4 separate regions of the Mus musculus genome follow, and regions 2, 3 and 4 are each linked to region 1. Evidence: chromatin contacts called from public HiChIP or PLAC-seq, Micro-C and promoter capture Hi-C data. All regions are on one chromosome and are shown on one strand. The core of a region is the stretch at or near the end of the contact, and the rest is flanking DNA. Distances in the headings are between cores, read along the strand shown.

Region 1 (2,982 bases), core at 320-2,819:
GCTGGCCTCAAACTCTTGATCGTCCTGCTTCTACCCAAGTGCTGGGGCTGTAAGCATGCGTGGCTGCACACTTCCTATCAGCCTGTGTTCTCCATATCTTTTATCCCTGTCTGGCCTCATCATGTCATGCTGTGTTATGGTGTCTTCTCCAACCCAAACACCAGCTCTACACTCAGGGGCTCACCTGTCCATGGCCGTATCAACCCAGCACCTTGGGTAACACTCAGCATACAGTAAGTGCTCACTAAAACCATGCTGGGTCTCAAGGGGAGATGCCATAAGTTGTTGAGCTCTCTGGCTCTGCCTGGGCTCTGAAAGCACTAAGAGTTAACATCCATGGTGTGGTGTGTGCCAGGCCTTAACAATCTGGTTTTCCTACTGAACCCTCTTTTCAGACTGAGGAAACAGGGCAGGGATGGTAAGAACATTGCGCCTCGGGGTGCAGAGTCAGGATGGGACAGAGCTGACTCTGGTGACTCAAATCCAGGCCTCCTGGACTGCACCCACCTCATCAATCTCGCACTGGACCACCGACTCCACAGAGGGGTGCTTCACCACTTCCCGTAGGACGCCCCCATCTCCACCCCCGATGATCAGCACCTGGGCCAGGGAAGGACAAGTCAGGACTGAGCAGGCCCACTCCCACAGAACCTGATCTTCCCAGCTACAGGACTCTGAGTCATTCTCTACTCTCCAGAACGCTTCTGTGCCACGGGGTCCTTCCTGGCAGCCTGGGTTCCCCTCTCGGGGCTTCTAAGGAGACCAGCTCTCCCAGGAGCTCTATTCATCCTGACCGACCCGCATTTTCTGACAGTCATCTGGGTAGCATCTGCCCCCAAACATCCTCACCTAGTGTCAGCCCGACATGCTTTTCTAGGACCCCGAGCTCAGGGCTGAACCCAGGGGCAATGCGGTACCTTCCGCGGGTTGGGGTGGCTGCAGAGCGGCAGGTTGGCGATCATCTCCTGGTAGGAGAACTCATCCCTCTCAGTACACTGGATGACGCCATCCAGAACCAGCACGTTGCCGTAGGTTTTACTGCGGGCAGAGACAGTCGGGGACGTGGGTCCTGGGACACTGGGAGGTTAGGTCCCTGTCCTCCCTGGGCGTGCACGTGGCCGCCATGGGGTCCAGGGGTGGGCATTCGGGGTGACACGTGGCAGGCGAGCCACGTGTGGGGGCTGGGTGGGTCCCGGGGTCCCCTCGGCTGACGTGTCCCGATAGTGACACGTGGACGCAGGGCCGGGCCCAGCGCAGAACTTCTGACAGCTGCACCGGCGCGCGGCGGGCCATACCTGCGGAAGACGAGGATGTCTTGGTACCGCGATCGCCGGTGGTGAAGCAGCTGCTCCACTTGCAGCGACAGGGCCTGGCCGGGCCACAGGCTGCAGGTCTCTCGGAACCAGCCCTCACGGATGGCGGCGGGGCCGGGCGCGGCTGGGCCGTCGGGGCCAGGCTCCATGGCGGGCGGGCGGGCCGACGGAGCGCGTAGCGGGTTCGGGACTGCAGGGCGCGCGGACCCCCCCCAGCACAACGTGACCAGCTCTGCCCGCTGCCCGCGCCGCAACCTAACCCGCTCGGGGGCGGGGCCTACGGAGGGGCGGGACCCCGGCTCTCCAATGGCGGCGTGGGCCGGCCCGCAGCTTCACCAGGAGTTCATTGGCTCCCCGGGCTGCAACTAGCAGTGATTGGTTGGGCCGTGCTGTCTGTCAGCCGCAGCAGGGTAGTGCGGCCGGCTGCCGGGCCACGTGGGGAGAGGCCCTGGCGGCGGGAGGGTTCCGGGGCGGGCCGCGCCGGCGCAGCGGTTCGAGGGCTGGGGCCCATCCTTGGACCCCCGTAGGGTTTGAGCAGATCGTGTCTAGTCTGGGCGCACATGGGACTTTTATTTACTTGCGAGGATTGTCGCGCCATTTGGCTACTTTGCTCCGGATTGTCAGCCAGGAGCGGGTGGCTGCAGAATAAGAATGGAGCTCTTTCTAAATTTACCAGCTGAGGCCCCGCACATGCATATTCAAAACCAAAAAAGACTGGCGCGGCTTTTTTTTTCTTTTTACAAACTGGGTCTTGCTCCTTGAAGGGTGGGAGGGAACGTGGCTGTTTTTATGAAAATGTCAAGGAACTTATCAGAATCACATTAAGCATGCTAATTACCGAATATTAAATGCTAATTGCTCCATACACAGTTTGAATGCCAAAGAAGGAAGACGAACCACGAATAAGCTATTCCTGACACGGTGTCAGGGACGGTTTCTGACTGATACTCAGCAGCCTCCACCTGGAGTGGGAGCATGTCCCCTTGTCATAACGCACAGCTGAAGGGCATGAGCTGTTGCTTGGAGCCCTGTCCCTGCCTTGGCTGACTTCAAGCTCGCAAACGGAGGGAGGGAGGGAGGTCTACAAAGTTGCTACCAGGGCATCCAGGGTCACAATGGCTCAGATGGAGATTCGTGTCCAGTTTTACGAACTTGACGGGGACAGCATGTGTTGTGTACATAAAAAGATAAAGAGGGGGGCTGGAGAGATGGCTCAGCAGTTAAGAGCACTGAGTGCTCTTCCAAAGGTCCTGAGTTCAAATCCCAGCAACCACATGGTGGCTTACAACCATCCGTAATGAGATCTGATGCCCTCTTCTGGTGTGTCTGAAGACAGCTGCAGTGTACTTACATTTAATAATAAATAAATCTAAAAAAAAAATTTTTTTTTTTTAAAAAGAAGCCGGGAGTGGTGGCGCACGCCTTTAATCCCAGCACTCGGGAGGCAGAGGCAGGCGGATTTCTGAGTTCGAGGCCAGCCTGGTCTACAAAGTGAGTGCCAGGACAGCCAGGGCTACACAGAGAAACCCTGTCTCGAAAAACCAAAAAAAAAAAAAAAAAAAAAAAAAAAAGATAAAGAGGTATAAGAATATGTTTTATGGGGGTGTGGTGAGGGATGGGGGAAGAGGGTGCTTCAGCGGGCCCATGCCAAGGCATCCCTTCCCCCTGA
Region 2 (2,982 bases), core at 132-2,631, 720 kb before region 1:
GCTCCTAATATTTTAAGCAATTCTATTCTGTGTGTGTTTCAGAATAAATGACATCAACTCCTTTTGTGGGAAGGTGGAGTGTACATTCTAAAGAAAATGAGAGCTGGGCTTAGTGGTACGGATCTTTAATCCCAGCAGTCAGGAAGCAGAGGTAGACAGATCTCTCTGTAGGTTTCAAGACAGCCTTGTCTGCTTGGTGAGTTTCAGGAGAGCCTGAGCTACCAAGACCCTCTGTCTTGAACAAACAAGAACAAACAAGTAAATAAACACAATGAGAAGTGTCCAATGAATGTGGAATAGTGGGAGTCTGGAACTTCAGTGGCATGGTGATTGCCCAGAGTCGTTAGTGTAGAAAGTTAATTCTCACGTTTTAGTGTGTAGGCCTTTCTCTACCCAGTAATTCTGTATTAAAGTCAGGGTTGAGAGAAAAAAAAAAATCTTACTTTCAATTTCTGCTAATAAATCCAAACCACATCCTCTAACCTTAAAATGCAGTGTGATTGGCAGGTTGTCATTGTGATATTTTACTAAGCACTGAATTGAGCTGCTTATGAACGTCTGTGGGGCTTTTCATTTGAGCTGAACCTAAATCTGATTTTTAAAAAACATGGCTCATAGAGCTTTTGTGTTCTTATGAGCCCTGGTAACCCCCTCTAGGGGCATCTCTCTCAGGCCGCTCAGTCCATTCACTGGGCGCGATACAAAGCGTTTTGTTCCTGTGCTCACACCAGCACGCCATCTCCCAAGGAGACGCTGAATGCCCACTAAGTCATGCTTTCCCATTACTCATTCCTCCTTTTCTCCCAAGGTGGCGTGTGGGAGGTGTTGTGCTGGGGTTCGACAAGAATAGGCTAGGAAGCTTTCTGCTGGATACACTCATGCCTGAGCGTGGTTCCGTTCCCACCGCGCCGGGCTCGGTGGCTTCACCGTTTGAGCTGTTTTTCTAAACGGACAATGACTCCACACTCGGCCGCTCCCACATAATCCCAGCTCTCCGGATGGCATCTGGACCGTCCAGTCCCGCCCGGTCACTGAGCCACTTTTTGTCCCCTTACGAAGCGGGTCATTCGGCTACACAGGCGCGGCTGCTACCCACTAACACCTTTCCGGGGGTCACCCGGGAGGGAACTCTGGACACCGGCTTCGCCCACCAGGCACGCCCGCACCCGCACCCGCATCGGCTCCCGTACCACCAGGGGGCGCTCGAGTGTCTCCGTCGCTCCGCCGGCACCTCCCGCCCCCTCTTCCAGCCACGCTTTACTATTGGTCATCTGTCTCAAGGTCTTCATCGCGATTGGTCACCTTCCGCGTCGGTCTCGGTTGCTGGGCGGGCCGAGGTGACGCTCGGCGCTCTAGCTCGGGGCGGTGTCCCGCGCCGGCGGCTTCGGGCGGAGTTTGGCGAGCAGCGTCGCGGTGTAGTCAGACGGCAGTGGTCCCGGGAGGCGACAGCTCGGATCCGGGCTTCTCTCTGTTCCTCCGCCGCATCCACAGCCGCGCCCCGGCCTCCCGCCAATCCTCGATGCAGAGCTGGGCGGCCGCGTGATGGGGCTGCGGAGCGGCGCCCTGCGGCTCGCGGCGGCCGCTGCCTGCGCTGAGGTGCGTCGGTGCCCGGCCTCCCGCGCCCCTGCGCGCCTCGGCGTCTTCTGACTCGGCCGGCTCGCCCGTCTGTCCGCAGCGCGGCTGAGGTGAGGAGGCTGAGGTGGGGCGGCCGAGGCGAGGTGGGCGGTGGTGCCGCGGCGCCGGTGTAGGGGGCCGCTCCCGCGGGAGGGACTCCCGGCCGGTGACGGGCCTGGAGGGGGCAAAGCGAGGAAGCGGCGCGGCCGGCCGGGGCTCTGGCTCCGCGGTGAGGAGCCTCGCCCTCCGTGGAGAGACCTGGCCGGCCGGCCGCGAGCGCCGGGCTTTGGTCCAGCGGCCTGCCGGTCCCCTGCAGTGCCCTGCACCAGCCCTCCGCTTCCCCTGGGCTGCCAGGCCCCGCTCTGTCCGCGGGCCAGCAGATCGGTCGCTGTCCCGCCGTATGTGCGCACATTGCAGCTCTGAGGAGCCAGCCGATCTCTCCCCCCTCATCTGCTCTCTCACCCCCTATTGTGGTTGGCATCAGGGTTCCAACCGGGAATGTGGCAATGCCCCTGAGCCCGATGAAGGTAGGAAAGGGCATCCGACAGAGCGGAGGGCGCAAGGGCTGGACGGAGGAAGCGATGCAGAGGGAGGGGGCTTGTTGGATGCTGGCCAGATGGGAGGAAGGCTGGTGTGGGCTCGACGTTCAGCCGACCAGGATCACTCTGGCAGCCATATTGGGAGGATGATCTGACAAATCCTTTAGGAGCCAAGTCCGGTTGCTGGTAGGCACCGAGTGACAGCCCTGGCAGCTTTCAGGGTGACTGGCCGCACCAGAAGCCAAGTTGTGGGGGTTGGGAGGCCACTCAGAGCAAGCTAGTCATTGTTCATGCAACGCAAACCCTCACCGACTGGAAATGCAAAATTGAGCTCCCAAATCACTTTTTCTCTTTGGTGAATTGCTATATGAGCCTTCAGGGTAAACTGGCTTGAAGATTCCATTCTTGTTGGGGTGAAATTCTGTGTTTCTGTCCTTATCATCGCAATCCACCGCTGCTTTGGCCCTCGAAGGCCTGTTGATGTTTAAGGCCACTTTACCATATTGGAGGCTCTTGGCGTATTGCATGGCGTGCATAGATTTGCATAGTATCTCTTCGTGCAGAGATTAGGGAAAGTGGAATAAACTGGTAGCAGAGAAGACTTGCAGCAGTATCTCGGAGGATGCAGGTTGTCATCTTTGTGGAATCTGGAGGTAGCCTAATTTAGATTGTCAACAGATCTCTTGCTTATGTAGCTCTCTCTGGTCCAAGCAGCTGTTCTGCCAACACTAAGCATGCTGCTTTGTGTCATGATGTGCCTGTCTCAACCCAGAGAAAAGTGGTGTTCAGCTTTGAATAACTGTTTAAAAGTGATATTATAGTGGATATT
Region 3 (2,982 bases), core at 237-2,736, 580 kb before region 1:
TCTTCCAGGAGCTCTTACCTAGTACTCCCTTGTTCCCACCCTTGTTTTGGAAATAATGGTCTAACCAGCTCAGAGTTGGGATAAATGTGTGTTGGTTATAGGGGGCTGGAGGAGTAGGGACATTAGGCATTTATCAGAAACAGATACAGACACAGAGAGAAACAGAAAGTCACTTAGGGCCAGGCAAGGGATATAGCTCAGTGGCAAAGCACTTGTCTAGAATGCTCAAAACCTACGATTTGATTCGTAGTACTGGAGTGAGGGAAAAAAATTCAAGAAGCTGGTGCAAGCCAGTCTTTTCATTTACCATCAAGCGTTATGTCTATGTGCTGTGTGCAAAACTTACAAAAGATAAAAGGAATTCATTGAAGGACATGATAGCCACTCCTAGAGAGAGAGTAGGCAATGGAAAGAACCTGAACCTAGCCAGGCGTGGTAGTACATGCCTTTAATCCCAGCACTCCGGAGGCAGAGGCAGGCGGATTTCTGAGTTCGAGGCTAGCCTGGTCTACTGAGTGAGTTCCAGGACAGGCAGGGCTACACAGAGAAAAAATCCCGCCCCCCGAAAAAAAAAAAAAAAAAAAAAAAAAAAAAGAAAAGAAAAAAGAAAGCAGCGCACCAACACCTGAGTCTGAATGGAAAAGTAAATTGAAACTAAAAGTGTCTGACCAGCGGGCGAAACAGCACCCCAGACCTCCAGCGCCGGAAACTGTAGTGGGGCTGAGGAAATGGTAGAGAAGAGTGCTTGTGTTCCGCTACAAGCACAAGGAAGAACTCACTTCCAGTCTTGCCTCCCCGAGTATCGGCCACGCACGAGGTACACGGACATACATGCAGGCAAACCAATACACAAAAAATAAATAATTATGAAACCACCCCCCCAAAACCCCTCAAGCCTCTCCTCCGCTTCGTTTTCTCTTTCTGTGCGAGTGGGCGCACGCGCCACTGCTGCACGTGGAGGTCAGATGCCAACTTTGCGGAGTGGGTTCCACTTCCACCCGCTTGGCTCTTTACTTGCTGACCGTCTCGTCTTAGTTTGCACCGCTGTTTCTTGACCTGCAAAAATGGTACACACTGAGGTTCCCACAGATAGGACAGACTTGACTCCTGCCTCAGAGTTGAGGGACAGTGAAGGGAAGCAGCAGCCATGGATCAAAAACGCCAGTGGGCTTGGTAAGGGCTGCACCAAGCCCTTAATGTCTTCTCTTTCACGCCGAGCTGCAGACCCGAGCTTCCGCACGAGCGGGAGGCATCGTGCAAGGTCCCGCTAGAACACTTAGAAGAAGCCCTTTAAACGCTCCTAGAACACTTAGAAGAAGCCCTTTAAACGCTCCTCTCCAGCTCGAGGTGCCATCGACTGCTCGGCGCTCTACAGATCTGGGCCCCGGGGGTGGGCGGGTCCGTTTGCCCTCAGGTGGTATAACAGGCGCCGCAGAGACCCAATAGCGTGGGGCATCGGCCCACCCCTGTCTTCTGATTGGCCAGCGTCTCTGTAAGCCTCTCGAGGCGCCGGGAGCCGGACTTCACTGTACTTGCCTCGGAGCGCTCGGTCCTTCGCGTTTCTTCCTCCTCGACTCTGCTTCGTCTGCCTCCGCCATGGCCCAGTGAGTGACCGACACGCGCAGTCGGGCCCGGGAGACTTCCGGGGCTGAGCGTGGTGATGGCGGGGCTCTGCTCAGTTGTCTCCCTGTTCTCCTCAGCCCCGGTGGTCGCCTGGGTCTCCTCGCGCAGCCCTGACCCCTGCACCTCAGGGTCCCCGCCATGGCCAGCGCAAGCTCCGCCACCCCTTCGTGGGAGCTTGCGGCTGCGACGGGCTCGCGGGGAAGGAAGGCCGCGCTGGGTCGGGGACGGCCCACGCCCCTTGTGCTGGCCAGGCCATAAGGAACGACGGGCAGGGCCAGGGGCAGGGCATGGGTGGCTTCGTGTGCCCGGACGCCCTTTAGAAGGAACTTCCATGGAACTGTGGGGTGCAGGGTGCGGTCGATCCTAGGTGCATGGTGTGAGCCGAGAAGGGTGCAGGCTGCCAGTCCTAATAAAAGCCACTAAGTAACACTAATATCCTTTCTTTGTGTTTGCTTTATTGTTTTTTTTTTTTTTTGTCATTTCAGAGCTGACATTGCACTGATCGGACTGGCTGTCATGGGCCAGAACTTAATTTTGAACATGAATGATCATGGATTTGTGGTAAGTAGTGAGGACACGTTGCCTTCCCGCTGAGAGCTGTGATTTGTTTTTCAGAGATCCCAAGGCATCACTCAGTAAGCACTGTTTGGTGTCTTTGTAGAAGAATTTCTGCTTTAGTCGTGCTCCCTCTGTAGTTAAGGGAAGAGCCTCCTTGGATAGAAATAAATATAAAAGCAGTGGTTCTCAACATTATGATTTATAACACTAGCAAATTACAGTTATTGCGTAGTTATGAAAATAGTTTTATGATTGGGGGTCATCACAACACGAGGGGCTATATTAAAGGGTCGCAGCGTTAGGAAGGTTGAAAACCATAGATGTAAAGGGACCCAGATCTTGGAAGCTGTAGCTAGGAAAACTTGGGGTACATGGAGATTGTTTTTCTTTGTAGACAGCAGCTTGTCTCACAGTGTTGTCACACTGGAGTCTCAGGGCCCTCTCATCTCAGCTTTCTGAGTCCAGGGTCAGAGGATCCTCCTGCCTGTGGGCTCTGAATGTTCTTTCTAAATAGTAGCATGGCTTAGACACCAGGATTACCAGGGACAAAGGACCCAGGTAGTAGTGACAGGCTCAACCTGATAAGCAACAAGTGGCAACCGCCTTTCCCTGGGCTCTCTGCTGTGACTGGACTTTGCAGAGATTGCCTAGCACTTAAAAAGAAAAGGCAGGTCAGCTCTCGCTAGACCTTGGACAGAGTAGACGTTTCTCTGTTGCTGCATCTACCACCCGAGGGTCATGTGTGTGCCAGATCCTCTGACAGGCCTTTTGTCCTTCCAGGTCTGTGCTTTCAATAGGACA
Region 4 (2,982 bases), core at 137-2,636, 550 kb after region 1:
AAGAATCGGAAGAAATCCATTGCTCTTTCCCCTCCTGGACTCCAGACTTAGTGCCAGTGTTACTCCCAATCTATCTGTCCCACTTCTGTTCTGACCTAAAACTGCCAGGTTCTCATGGAGAGTGAGAAAGGCCTTCAAAGGCCTTCCTCCTCCACCCAAGGGAAATGCCTCGTTTTCACTGCTGGAACAAAACCGGAGGAGCTGACTCAGGCACAGCAAACCGCTCCAAGGTTTAAGCATTTTTGTTTTTTTTTCTGGTTTTTCGAGACAGGGTTTTTCTGTAGAGCCCTGGATGTCTTGGAACTCACTTTGTAGACCAGGCTGGCCTCAAACTCAGAAATCCGCCTGCCTCTGCCTCCTGAGTGTTGGGATTAAAGGCGTGCGCCATCACACCCGGCTCGGTTTAAGCATTTCTAACAGTTCCCACCCCCTATCCATTATTAGTTGAGCTCCCAAATCACACAAGGATGAGCCTGTGAACCGACAAATTTGTTTACCCTTCTACTGTCCAGTCCCCTGCCTGTGACTGGACCAGAAAGACCAGTCTCAGGCGTGGCATCGCCAGTGCCTGGCAGAGTAGTAAAACAGGCAGTACTCACTGGGCTCAAAACTGCCAAGACCTCCACACCAATCTCAAAATGCCTCGCTGCCACCTACTGATCATTTAAATAAGACTGACAAACACTGAGCCCACCACTCCCGGAAGAGTTGTGATAGATGCATGTGAACTGCAGGATGCTATGGACACCTGGGCGTTGAAACTAATGGTCGGTCCACTCTTCCTTTCCAGATGCTGTCAGGGAGATGGGTTTAAGAGACTATGGCAACCAGGCATGACAACGCACATATTTAATCTCAGCTCGCAGGAGGCAATGGATCTCGGAGTTCGAGGCCTGATCTACAGAGAGTTTCAGAACAGCTAGGGCTACACAGAGAATCTGTCGCGAAAACCAAACCAAACCAAACAAAATCCCAGAGAGCGAGCGAGAGAGCTAGACAGACAGACACTATGGCAGGCAGCCACCATGGCCTGAGGGATGGTAATCGGGTCACCTGGTCAATGGGTCACAGGCCGTGGCGGGGATGCGGGTCCCAGAAGGCTGCAGGGTCTGGATCACTGCCCCAGATCCAGGATTCCTTTAACTTTGAGATACCTTCCTGCAGGTAGTGGGGCTGGGGTGACAGCCTCCATGAGTATTCATAGGCCCTAAGGAGCCTTCACGTGCAAAGGGCCGGCCAGCACCTAACCGCCTGCCCACAGGTCTAGCTTGCGGTGGTGTGTTCCCGACTCTGCGAATCTATCCGCAGCGTCCCAAGCCTTTTGCGTTACCTCTTGCGTCAGATCGGTGGCGGCGAGGGTGCCACCTCCCTAGGGCTGGCGAAGAAGGCGGGGCGGAGCTGTCGGTTGCTAAGGGAAACAGGACGAGCGGCAGGCGGAAGCCACATCTACGAGACGAGACGACGGCCGGAAGTCCCGCCCCAACATGGCCGCGCCCAGAGGTCTCAGGGGAAGCCAGCCAAGTACTGCGTCATGTGACGCGAGCCCTCGCCCCACCCGTCTGCAGCCACTCCCTGTCTCCGGACCCAGAGCTCGAGAGGGCCACGTGACCCTCCCGGGGCCAGTCACGTGAGGCGCGGATCCTGGGTGGGAGGGGGGTTGGCCTAGGTGGTCCGGAGCGGCAGCAAAGGAGGAAGATGGCGGGGTGCAGGGGGTCCGTGTGCTGCTGCTGCCGGTGGTGTTGCTGCTGCGGTGAACGGGAGAGCCGCACCCCCGAGGAGCTGGTGAGCGGCTGCCTGGCTGGGGAAGGGGTGGCTACGGAGGGATGACAGGATGACAAGAGGCGTTGCCGGGGGTGGGGCCGCGCCGGACCGCGCCTGCAGGTGGCAGCGGGTGGGGCCCGGAGACCGCTGCCTGGGCTCGGGAAGCATCCAGCTTACCTCCGCGTGCCCCAGCCAGAGTTCTGTTCTATAACCTCTCTCTGGACTCCGAGGGAGGGCCTCGGCCAGCTTGAATTAATGCCGTCCATATTCTCTTTGAGTTTTGAACGAAGCAAGCATTGTAGAATGAGCCCTTGCGCGGGACGTGACGCCCATGCCGTTGGTGTAGTTTCTCTGGCCTGTTCTTATTCTCTACCCTTCACTCTTTCTGGGTCACTGGTGATCCAGCTTCCCCGTGCAAAGCAAGCTGGGAAAACTTGAGTTGTGTTCTCAGAATTGATTCATTCCCCCCGATTCCGTAGTCAGTCTATTGTCAAATGAAACACGAATTTTCTCCTCCAACGAAGCTGCCATCAGACATCTTTCAGGTGTCCTGAAGGTGAGCATTACGATTTAAAGAATTCGCCGATCAATAGAAATGTAGAGCTCATGGTTTTGAAACATTGTTCCTCTTTGAAGATGGCTCTAGCTAATTTCGATTTTAATAATACTACCCTCCTTGTACCCTTAACCCATTAAAAGATCTCCATTCTGTGAATCTGTTTTTCTAGACCATCCTTGGGGAGACACAGGAAGAAGAGGATGAGATTCTTCCAAGGAAAGACTATGAGGTGAGGTGTTCCAGATGCTGTCCTGGGTAACTGGTGTAGTGAGAGGACTGAGTGCTTCAGGCCTCCAACCAGAGATGCTCTTTGACCCTCTGCCTCAGGGAATGGGGGAGATGACTGCCTAGCAAGTCCTTAACCTGGTCCCACAGTCTGGTGGTGATGCATTCCAGTTCTGCCTGGATATAGAGCGTGTTTGCCATTAAACCTTCCAGGGACCCAGGGTCGAAGCTCTTCCCTGTGAGTGCTCAAAACAGTCTCTCTCGTGAGCTGTGAGGAGACCTTGCCTCTCTCTCTTCTGCCCTATTCTGGATTATAGTTTCCAGTTTCAGATATGAAACTTTGAAGAGTGTGGGGCCACATGTTGTGGTTCCTTTTAGTTTGCCACTGGACTTGGGAGGCTGAGATGGGAAGAGCTCTTCTGGAGACTCACAAAGGC

What was found. Promoter capture Hi-C pulls out the DNA fragments that hold promoters and counts their contacts. A called contact is a pair of places that touch in the nucleus more often than the background predicts. HiChIP or PLAC-seq counts read pairs in DNA pulled down with a chosen protein or histone mark.
Region 2: a contact with region 1 is called in a promoter capture Hi-C map of liver, with 4 times the contacts expected there. The contact joins the promoter of Kif1b here to the promoter of Srm in region 1. A contact is called at or near these places in 3 of 39 promoter capture datasets (hippocampal neurons and liver) and 1 of 115 datasets of contacts at active chromatin or transcription factors (astrocytes).
Region 3: a contact with region 1 is called in an H3K4me3 HiChIP or PLAC-seq map of embryonic midbrain, with 4 times the contacts expected there. The contact joins the promoter of Pgd here to the promoter of Srm in region 1. A contact is called at or near these places in 2 of 115 datasets of contacts at active chromatin or transcription factors (astrocytes and embryonic midbrain).
Region 4: a Micro-C map of embryonic stem cells shows a contact between it and region 1, with 8 times the contacts expected there. The contact joins the promoter of Mthfr here to the promoter of Srm in region 1. A contact is called at or near these places in 1 of 39 promoter capture datasets (embryonic stem cells), 3 of 484 Hi-C or Micro-C datasets (CD8 T cells and embryonic stem cells), 6 of 115 datasets of contacts at active chromatin or transcription factors (embryonic stem cells, large pre-B cells, pancreatic cancer cells and 1 more) and 2 of 9 other capture datasets (embryonic stem cells and pancreatic islet).

The regions. Positions count from the first base shown.
Region 1 is chr4:148,590,100-148,593,081 of GRCm38.p6, reverse strand. It overlaps Srm (spermidine synthase), which reads right to left and starts at 1,569. Exons shown (of 7, transcript NM_009272.4): 1 at 1,296-1,569; 2 at 918-1,038; 3 at 508-600. The coding sequence starts at 1,462.
Region 2 is chr4:149,306,132-149,309,113 of GRCm38.p6, reverse strand. It overlaps Kif1b (kinesin family member 1B), which reads left to right and starts at 1,381. Exons shown (of 49, transcript NM_001290995.1): 1 at 1,381-1,685.
Region 3 is chr4:149,165,209-149,168,190 of GRCm38.p6, reverse strand. It overlaps Pgd (phosphogluconate dehydrogenase), which reads left to right and starts at 1,486. Exons shown (of 13, transcript NM_001081274.2): 1 at 1,486-1,604; 2 at 2,109-2,184; 3 at 2,962-2,982. The coding sequence starts at 1,597.
Region 4 is chr4:148,037,481-148,040,462 of GRCm38.p6, reverse strand. Mthfr (methylenetetrahydrofolate reductase) reads right to left here and starts at 1,386. Exons shown (of 12, transcript NM_010840.3): 1 at 1,331-1,386. It overlaps Clcn6 (chloride channel, voltage-sensitive 6), which reads left to right and starts at 1,650. Exons shown (of 23, transcript NM_011929.3): 1 at 1,650-1,782; 2 at 2,490-2,549. The coding sequence starts at 1,696. RefSeq lists promoters at 1-1,045, 1,298-1,487, 1,298-1,936.